Linked DNA regions of Columba livia: region 1 is linked to region 2. A link is a contact called in public Hi-C data. All regions are on one chromosome and are shown on one strand. Each heading gives the region's core, a stretch centred on a gene start, on an enhancer-like site or on the middle of the called end of the contact. The rest is flanking DNA. Distances are from core to core; before and after follow the strand shown. Region 1 overlaps LOC102097531 (cell death-inducing p53-target protein 1-like). Region 2 holds the start of METTL22 (methyltransferase 22, Kin17 lysine).

What was found. Hi-C and Micro-C count contacts between places; a contact is called where the count stands out from the background.
Region 1: a contact with region 2 is called in a Hi-C map of liver, with 3 times the contacts expected there. The contact joins the enhancer-like site here to the promoter of METTL22 in region 2. A contact is called at or near these places in 2 of 2 Hi-C or Micro-C datasets (crop and liver).

What each region holds. Positions count from the first base shown.
Region 1 is chr15:6,865,131-6,870,325 of bColLiv1.pat.W.v2, reverse strand. It overlaps LOC102097531 (cell death-inducing p53-target protein 1-like), which reads right to left. Exons shown (of 5, transcript XM_013369018.3): 4 at 4,830-4,989; 5 at 3,668-4,345. The coding sequence ends at 4,237. Among named protein-coding and RNA genes, the nearest start is that of CARHSP1, 35 kb to the right of the region's middle. Within about 2 kb of position 2,730, at least 1 of the 3 cell types and tissues checked has an H3K27ac peak away from gene starts, as active enhancers do.
Region 2 is chr15:6,723,527-6,728,831 of bColLiv1.pat.W.v2, reverse strand. It overlaps METTL22 (methyltransferase 22, Kin17 lysine), which reads right to left and starts at 1,868. Exons shown (of 11, transcript XM_065030780.1): 1 at 1,831-1,868; 2 at 1-95.

The DNA of each region.
Region 1 (5,195 bases), core at 1,481-3,980, 140 kb before region 2:
GAGACTGATCCAAAACTGAGCTTGTATCTGAATGCCACTGTCTTCACATTAATTTATGGGATGTTGGCATCTTTTAGGGAGTATCTTAAGAAATCACAGTACTTCCTATTTCAGAAGAAAATACTGCTAACAAAGTAAATTTGGGGTGACTTTTGAGTTTTAGATTACTAGCCTTTACATGCTTCAGTATTTGTGTATTCCCACGCTAGTTTTGAAAAGACGATACTTTAAAGCATTCTGTATGCATTATTTTCAATAACTGGAGTTTTTAATGGAATTTTTTGGAAGGACAGAAGTAACTTGATATTCAAATGGGGAAACACACCTATGAAGAGGACAATAGGAGGTGTTCTCAGGTGTGGTATCATTTAGTTCATTCTAAAAATTTACAAGAATATGGTCTTCAGAACTACTGCATTTTCCATTCCTTATTCTGATTTTTGGAATTATCTGGATAATAATGAATTATTAAATTAATGATAGTGTAAGTGTTCATCAATAAGGATGTAATGTCACGGTGCGCAGGATCAGAGCAACATGATCTGAATTCTCCCTACAAAAACTGCAAGTGTTGTTCCTGTAGCTTCACCTAGTGCCTTTTATCCTAAAGGAGCCCAAAGCGTTCTGTGAAATCCAGGCAAGTCACACCAGAGGAATTGTTGCCGACTAGAGATTGCCAGCCAACGACAACACCCTTTGCAGCAGAAGGCTCGGTGACACCGGGACATGAGTGCTGCGGCAGGACACTATGGAAGGAACGGGGCTGTGCCCGAGCGCAGGAGGTGCAGAGCAGATCTACCCGGGGGCTGGCACCCCAAGGCGCCCCCCGGCACCCCCCCACAGCCGGGCACCCCCGCAGCCTGGACCAGCCACAGGCTCTGCACCGGCTGCAGGCCCAGGGCTCAGCTACGCCGTTTTTGCTATTTAAACATCCTTTGTGAGAAATAATTTTCTGTAGCAACTGTGTATGTAGTGTAAATAAAGCGGCCGAGGATAAACACTGCCTAGGTGTCTTTTGTTCATTTTAGGAAAGACTGGGAGCAAAAGCTAGTGGGCTGCTCAGAAGTCAGGGTGATTTGGGTTAGATCAAAGAGAGAAATTTTGCAGAACTCAGCCAAACTGTGTGAAGAATGACATTGATTGTGCAGGGAGAGCTGGACCAGAAGGTAAATCCTGACTTCTGTATAATTTCCAGGTTTTCAACTCTTCGTTTTTTCTCAGAGGAGCTGAACGAGCATTTGGATTTTGAGGTGAAGAGCATCAGTGTTGGGTGTGAGCGGTGTGCTGTCAGTGCTGGCTTTTAAACCTGCCTGGTCTTCAGGGTCAAAAAAAGGGGAAAATACTGAAGTGTGATATGCCTGAATCTCGCTTCTAAGTTGTGCTCAACTTCTGTCCCAGGTGATGTTGAAATTAGCTGTGTACCAAGCAGGGCAGGAAATGGTATTTGTGAACCACGAGGCTGTAGCTGGAAGCCTTTATTTTTTATTAAATGCTTGCGTGAACTATTGTGCCTCCAAATATTGGTGTAAAAATGTTTTAACTACTTCTGTTAAATGTCTTCTGCACATCTTAAATTATGTATGATTTCTTTGTGAGGTATACATTGCTTGTGCACCTTTCTTCCTAAATGTTATCCAGCTTGATGTGTTATTCACCACTGCTTCACAGCTTGCTGTTTCACAACCAGATTTTAAAATGGAGAAAACCAGTAACATTTGTTTTTAAAATGTGCAAAACACTGCAGAGCTTGTTGAGCTGACGCCTGCTTGGCTGCTTGTGTATTGAACCACTGTGCTGTTATTTCCCATCAGGTTGAAGCTGATGGTGGGTCAGTGACCCTGGTCCCTAGTGACGGCTGCTGTGGGACCTGTGCTGGGTGGATGCCCGGAGGTGGTGGCTCTGGGCTTCACGCAGGGCCAGGGAGTCAGTGTGTAGAGAGAACGTCACCCAGGAAATAGCACCACCACACCTGTATCTAAATGGATAAAATATAAAAACAATTCCAACAGGTAATGGTCGGTTTGTTTCCAGGTGATGTGCTTTTGGCACCCCCTGTGCTCGGGTGCTGGGGATGGTCGGTGGTTTGTCACAGGACATCCCTCTGGCACCCAGTCCCATTTCAGGCTCCGTGGAGGTGTGTGGAACAGTCTGAAGGGTTTGTGTTTGGCTGCTACAAGTTTTCTTCAACAGGATCCCGCGGTTTTGCTGCTCTCCCTCAGCAATGGGCAATGGGGCTTTATTTCAGTTGTGGTGCCTGCCCGGCTGGGAGGTCAGGCTGCCGCTCCGGCACAGGTCTGAGCCGGCTCCGTGCAGTTGTTAAACAGTTTTTACTTCTGTTAATACACTTACGCTTTTTTCACTTGTTTTATAATCTAAAGACGGGAGTTTCTGTAGTCTGAAGACGGCGGTTCTCGTATTTGAAGCAAAAACCTCGGTTGTGGCAGCGCCCTCCGCCGCTGTCCCCGCACGGCCCGGGCTGCGGCTGTCCCGGAGCGCGGGCTGTTCCCGCCAGGGGGCGGGCGGCGCGGCCGCGCTCCCTGAGGGGCTGAGGAGCCGGGCCCGCGGGCAGGAGCCGTTCGGTCCGTTTTCCCACTGAAAGTTGCGCTCGGTCGTGACTTTGTGTAAAATGAGGCAGGGCAGAGGTGGGCGGTGTGTCTCTCCAGCAGTAAGGCAGCCTGGGCCGGCGCTGTGCGCTGCTGGCCGGACGTTTCCCGCCGCTCGGTGAACAGCGTCCCCGGGTGCGCAGAGCGGCGCGCCCGCCCGGCCGAAAATCCGCCCTGAGAGGATCCGCGGGGCTCGGCAGCCGCTATTACCGGTTGCTACTTAGGGACTCAACCGTCTTTTTATGGCTTTAATTCACCGAGTAGCTAAAGCGAAGGGTTTGACCGAACGTAACGCCAGGCTAAGTGACGAGTTTTAAAGTTATTTTAACTACCCTGATTCCCCAAAAATAAGAGCTACCCCGTAAATAAGCCCCAGTGGGATTTTTTTTCAGGATTTTTGAAGATGCTCAAAATATAAGCCCTACTTCAAAAATAAACCCTAGTTACAGTCTGTTTTAAAAAGTCAATTTAAATAGTGTCCAGGCAGCTAGATATGTAAAAAAGTGTGCGTCTTTTGGAGCAAAAATTGCTATAAAACCCTGTTGTATTTTTGGGGAAACAGGGTACGTAGTATCTGCAGGCCCTTCAGAGCGTGGGCAGGTCTCAGCCACAACAAACCGCCGTGGTGTGTCCCACACATCCCGCTTGCCCGCAGCAGCCACGCTGCTAACATTGAAAAACTGGGGTTTGTTCTGTTTTTCCCTTTACCTTTCCAGCTGCTGCTGTCAGTGTTGAGCAGGGTCTGGGCACCCTCTGGGCAAGTAATTGCAGAGACTCGGTTTTATAAGACAAGTGACTTCGGATGAGGACCATAAAGGTTCTCTGTGAGGTGTAAAGCCCAGTGGGTCCTGCTTTGGGAGATGATGTCCCGCAGTGGGAAGGCAGAGAGGTAAAATGAGTGCCTTGTTTTGGTGACTTTTTTCAAGCCGTGCTTGCTGATTTTTCTTCTTTGTATGTTTGCCTTTTGGTTCTTGGTTTGTGAAAGTAACCAGGGTGTCCCAGTCTGACCTGCATCTGCACTCTGGATGCAACGGGTCATAGAAGCAATGCAGACAGGAGACGTGTTACCAGTGTTGTTGACAATAGCAAGTTTATTTTCTTACCTCATGTACAATAGAGTAAAGGCAGTCTTATAAGTTAGTGTTTCATTAATAAATAATGAGCTACACTGTACCACCCACGGCCCTGCAGGGGCCCATACGAAGAAGATCAGAGAGAAATGAAGTCCCGACCAGTCAGTTCCAGTGCATAGAAGGTAAGTGCTTCTTTAAAACGTGCATGTCCAAACCTCTCCGTTACTGGTGGGTTGGAAAGTCCAGAAGAGTCTGTGTCCCAGCTGGGTTGGAGATTGGAGAGCAGCAGCACTGCAGTACTCACTAGCCGGTCACTTCACAGCTCAGGACAGCGATTCAAATAGAGCGTAAATTCAAGTGATGCTTTGTAAATTGGTCTTCAAGGTTTTTTGTTTTAAGTCAGTCCAACCATGTAATGGTAACTCCAGACGGTTCACCAGCAAGGGAGCTGCACGACCTAAGCCTACCCGTATGTGTTTCCTAACAGTAGTTTTACATGTAGAATCTTACGCCATTAGGAAACAGAGACTTGACGTCATCTGGTTGTATGAACTTTCTTTCTATAGTCTTTTGTATCTATAAATATGAAATTCGCAGTATGGGCAGTAATGGTCTGCGTCCTTGAAGCACCTTATGAACAAAGGTATGAAGCAGCATCCAAAACAGCACCTACAGCCAGAGAGGAGATGGACAGGCACGGGATGAGTTACTGACTTTTCTTTCTGCTGACTTTTCTTTCTTTTCTTTTGAGCTGTTTCTCTGCCGTATTCTGTCTGCCTTTTCACTGCATTAATCCCCCTTCTCAAGTCTTTTAATGGTCAAAGTATCTTCTAAATAATTAATCATCTTCACTGCTGATGTCTCATGCATTAGTCTGATTCTGAGCCTTATTCTTAAGTACCGTAGAGAAGCAGACAACATTATACTAATTTTTGCTCATCCTATGAAAAGTAATAATGTATTTGGTTAAATTTTACAAGTTGGCATCCACTGTAGCGATGATTACTGTATCTAGAATGGACAGAATGGCTTCTTATCAGCTAGAGAAGGGCAAACTGTCTATATAAATGCTAAGTAGAACTTCTGTTTTTTTTAGTGAGTCTTTTTAAACTTTCTGCTATGAAAAGTCTTCAAAGTATACATGAAATCTTACCCAACCATACACAAGCTGGTGCACAGCAGGTAAGACAGCCTGCCCAGTCTGTAGGTGACCCGTGTGGTGATGTGCTGGCGGCAGGAAGGGCATATTGTGGATGTCGGATTGCATGAGAATATTCCTGCTAGGATGACTGGAGGCTGAGACACCATGTAAACTGAGTTTAAGAGGAAACGAGAAGCAGCAGAATTAGAAGCACAGGAAAAGTTTTCCAAGTTATAAAGTCTTAACTGGAGAATGTAGGTTATTAATGTGGCTGATCTAGAGGCACCTACATTACTATTATTGATTTCAGATATGTTAATAAGAACCACTGTACTACTTTTTCCATGTATCCCAATATCCCAACTCTACCAGCAGTCA
Region 2 (5,305 bases), core at 619-3,118:
TCATGACATCATTTCTGAGACCTCAGGCAAGATGTGATCATACAAGTTCCACCACGCTCCAATAGGACACCCAGTTGTGCATCAGGATATTCAACCTAAAACCAAACACAAATAGTGACATCCTGACACAGTTTTAACATTGCTTCAGTGATATTTTACGCGACAAAAATCAGTTTACAATGTCCAATAGGGCTGCAATGCTCCAATGCTCTTTTACAATGCTCCAAAGAATAATCAAATATATACTTGTTAGTAGCTTACAGACAACATGTATTTTAGGAAGAGCTACTGATTAGCTTGTATCAAAAACAATCCCCCTGAAAAAAAGGTGTTATCATGAAAGCACAGACTCACAATGCTAAGTCAAGGTCTCCAAATGAACAGAAGGCCTTGTGTGCGCAACTTGACCACTTTAAGGGATCTTGTTCTTCATAGAAATCTCTCAGAACTGGACGCAATTACTGTATGTATTATCGTAGGTTAGTCCCTGAAATTTTGCAAAAGCAGTATCTGCCCCTTCTGGAGAAAATTCAGCTACTTTTCTATGCCTGCACTAATTGGGCAGTTAATGCCTCCTGCCTTTGGTGCTCTTTATTTTTACCCAGAAAAAAAACAAAACAACAACGAACCAACACCTGAAATCATCCTTACTGCCTGACGTCCAAGGCTGAGTTGTATCTCTGCCTTAAGGCATAAATAAATTAATAATATTTTGTGAACAGAAAAACAAAGAGGACATTTATTTTCCTACGCTCCACAAAGCCGATCGTTTTGTGATGGGTATGCGAAACACTAATGAACCATGTATCTGAAAACAAAATTTATGTCTTTTAAAAACTGAAATGACAAGCTTAGATCACACCCACAGTCACCAAGTGTTATATGAATGATGTATTTAACAAAGACACCCAGCTCTCACCAGCTATGAGCACCCTAGTGCCCCTTACCTAAAAACTGTTGATGCCATTTCCTGTGTTGGCATTAACATATTGGAAGATTATGCTAATTTTTGTATTACCTGCTTGGGCTTGAACATATAGGCTTAAAATGCTTCATGTCATACAGGCAGCCTTCACAACTTTAGTTCATAGAACCACAGGATGGTTTGGATTTTAGGGCCCTCCAATGCTCACCCTGCCATGAGCAGGGACATCTTCACCAGCTCAGGTTGCTCAGAGCCCCGTCCAGCCCGGCCTGGGATGTCTCCAGGGATGGTTCATCCACCACCTCTCTGGGCAACTTTGCCAAACCCAACCCGGCCTCCCAACGCTCCCTGTGCCAGAAATCCGAGCACAACGCGCGCCCGGAGTTGACGCCAAGCCCCAAACGCGGCTTCTCCGCCGCCTGCGGAGCAGACCAGCCCGGGCAGCGCTACCGGGAAGCGCCGGACACGGCTCCGCGGCCCGGGCACAGCCCGAAGCCCCGAGTCTCGGCCGCCTGGCGCACGCCAGCCGCCACAGCCCTTGTGCCCAGGAGCCACCGCCTCTGCCCGGCCAGCACCAGCACCGGCGGTTCCCAAACGGATCCCCCTCCCCTTGCCCGGGGCCGGTGGCGGAACATGCGGCTCCGCGGGCAGGGAACGGCTGCGAGCGCGGAGCACGAAGACGACGCGGCTCAGCGGCGGAGCGACCGCGCCTCCCCCACGGCCCCCACCTGCCGCCACACGCCGCCTCCCGCCGCCATTCGGGAGGCGACGGCTCCTTCCGGCGCGCAGCTGACGCGGCGCCCCCGCCCCGGCAGCGCCCGCCGGCCCCCGACGCTGCCCGCGGGTTCGGTGCGGGGTGGGGTGGGGCGGAGCGGAGTTTGGCGTGGGCGGATTGCGGTGCTCACCCTGGCAGGCGGTGCGGTGCGGTGCGGTGCGGTGCGGTGCGGTGCGGGGATCCCCCCCCCAGGCCCCGGAGTGCTGCTTGCGCTGCTCCCTGCCCGCCGCCGTGAGCCGCCGCTCGCTCGGGCAGAGCCGGCACAACGATCGTGCCCTTATGCTGCAAATGGTGCCGTGGGGTTTCCCCCTGTGCTCGTGGAGGCCCTTCTTTATTTTAGGATTAAACCTGGGTATAAATCTGGGGAGTCAGTAAAAGGAAACCCCAGCAGCCAAGGTCATTCTTGCCAGTAAATGCCCCCGGCAGCTGCCCGGAGCTTGAGCCCACGGTTCTGACATTCCCCGGGTTCAGCGTGACTCATCCTGCCTCAGTTCGCGTGTAATTCCACGCAAACCCTCCAAGCTTCAAAACAAAAGCTGAAAAAAACACCATGGAGGCAAGTGGGCATTTCTTGCTCAGCCCAAATAAAGTCAGGGCTCTGCTACCACCGTGAGATGAGATGGAGCAATAGCAGGACCTGCTCACTTACTTTGGGGATAGGGGCTTTAGCTGCTTAATTCTGCGGAGTTATTAGCTAGGTATTGTGAACCAGGTGAAATAAACAGAAGACTGAGCTAGGTGCTAAGCACGAACACCATACCAGAGGGCTGTGGGAAACTTTAATCATACAAATTTCCGGGTGTGTGGGCACAGCAGGCCGTGCATCCAGCCCCACCGCAGCCAGCCATGGTGCTGCAGTCCCGTCTGGGTGCAAAATCGACACAGATACGCTCCAAACTCCCATTGTGTTCTAGTTAAGTTCATCCGCAGGGGCTATTGGAGTTGTTGGTATCTTTCAGCAGGAGGATCCAGTTCGAAAGCGGCATTTACATATTAATTACTTTTTGCATCAAACTAACGTCAAATGCTTGTATTTTTCTTGAGTGGATGCTTGTTGGGTGGAAAAATTAAAGAATTCATGCTGGTAAAAAACCTTGGAATGTAATGCATAGTCTGTATTTATTTCTAGGTATCTGTTTCTCATCATCTGCATATTTCTGTAAAACCTAAGAATTATTAAGAGAATGAACTAATCTTTCCCTATTTTCACACTCTGGAGTGTTGAGCGGTAATGAAATGGAAAACACAGTGAGCCATTCAGATCTCCTATCGGAGTTTCTGTGGGGAATTCTATTGGATGAACATCTGACAAAAAATGCTTTGGAGATTTGTTTTCCTTTATCTGGCTCCTGTGAAAGAGCAGAATATTATTTTACTTCCTGTGGTGATAAGCTGCCACATAAATTATTACTGCAGTCCCTCTGCTGGCATATTCCCCACTGCTATAAAGTGCTAACAACATGCAGACAAAGCAGATTGTATTTGTCACAAAATCTTACCCGTTTGCAACAAGAGACACTTACTGGTATGCAGGCTAAGTATTACTGGAGGAGTAGCTAAAAAGCGAGGTGTTTCACTACACGACCTGGGATCTTTATACACAAGGGTATACTACATAAAAAATGGAGCTGCTACCATTTCTTTTATGAAAAATGCAGTTAGGTGTTACAGGAGCCTGTGTGGCTGCAGACGTCATAATGGGGGTGATAACTTCATGACATGTTTAGGGACAATGTAGCTCTGGAGATGTGGTTTCCATATGACACTCAAGAGGGCTTTGGCAGCAAATTCCTGACATCTGCCTCTTGTTTAAAGACTTTAGTATGCACCTCAGTTACATTCCTTATCTTCCTTACAGCCATATGAGATAGGAATTCACTCAAAGCAAGCAACCCAAGAGTATCCCATAGTCATGTCACACCATGAATTAGGGAACTTAAAAGACTTCTTCCCATATGATTTTTGCCCAATCATTTCATGGCCCAAAGGACATTGCTAGGACATTTCCTTATAGTGTGCCTTCTAAAATTCCAGCACTGCAGCAGGAGGCTCAGAGGAGAAGAAAACAATACAGACATCCCTGAAAAATATGTATCACAGGGAAAATCTAATTCCTTTGGAACAGGTAAGAGAACAGAGCTGATTGTAAGAAAACAGGAATAACCAGATGAATTAATACACCACCACATATTTGGTCTTAAACTGTGCAGTAGTATACCCCTGACAACTCATTATATCTTTCCAGTATGTATTGTACTGTCTCATTATATGTCTATCAGACAGAAGCACATTTTGTAAAAACAAAAAAAAGAAAACAAAAAAAAACCCCACAAAAAACCAAACAAACCAACAAACAAAACCAAAAAAACAACAACAAAAAAACCCAAAAAACCAAACTGAAGGCTGCCAGGAAGAATAAGTGTATCAACCCTCATAATTTCAACCTGCTGTACTGGGGCTGTTGAAAGGAGATATGCTGAGCTAGTTTTCACTTCATCTTGTTTACTGGTATCCAAAGTATTTGAGACAAGTTCCTTGATCCATCAGGCAGGATGGAGAAATGTCAGGCCACACAGCAAATAGAAGGACTGTTGGTTTAGATGATAAAACAGTGAAGAATTTTGCTCTGCTCTCCAGGCATGTATGGCACCTCAGTGCTGGTCACCAGGCTGAAAATTCCCAAATAACTGCTTGAAGTTGAAAAGTGCATGAGAGGATTAACTGAAAAATAAAAAGGACAACTGCAGCTGTCAGACTTTTTGTCTCCACACTTCCTGAGTATCCGTTGCTCCTTCCCAGGGGAAACTAAGGATCATACTGCCTCACCAGCAAGAAAACGGAATTACTGAGCACTAAAATTAGCAGCACAAAGCTAAAATCCACAGTGATTTCTTTTTTCATTAACTATTTTGTGGTTGTTTATCAGATACATTCACACTCTTCGACTACAGCATTTTTCTCCACGAGCTTATTCAGAACAATAATTTGCATGCCTTTGACATCAGCCCATCTCGACTTCTCATGCCCAACACAAGCTGATTTGCACAGAATGTTTACTGAAAGAGGCATGTATGTAATGTCTCAGGTGATTCTTAGAACAATGTCAATCAAGTGACTGTGATTGCAAACACACAAAAAATCCTCAGTCGGGGAAAAAGCAGCAAAATTAATGTAAATGCAAAGCTCTGTTTCAATCCCAAGCAGATCAAGTGCACAAACTACAAAAGCCGCGCTGATTCTTCAGCAGCAATCAGGGATCGTGAATTGTCTTTTAAATCAGTATCTCGAAACTAGATTACAGCAAAGAACTGCAGAAAAGTATTTTATAATTATGCACTCTATACTAAAAGCTTTCTTAAAATTTTAGCAAAGACTTTAACATTGATCAGTGCTCCAGAAAGTAAGAGCAAGTGCCATCCACCCATTCTGCTCAGCACTACTTTTCATTGTTTTTTCAAGCATGTCAGCCTACCAAGGCAGTGAATCAGCCTCAGGCATTTCTCAGCCTGAGACCTGCGGTGTATGAAAAAGAGGAAGGTAAAGACTTTACCTCACATACCAGACAGCTCTACAGAGGTTAAACTGCTTGTTTTAAATGATCAATT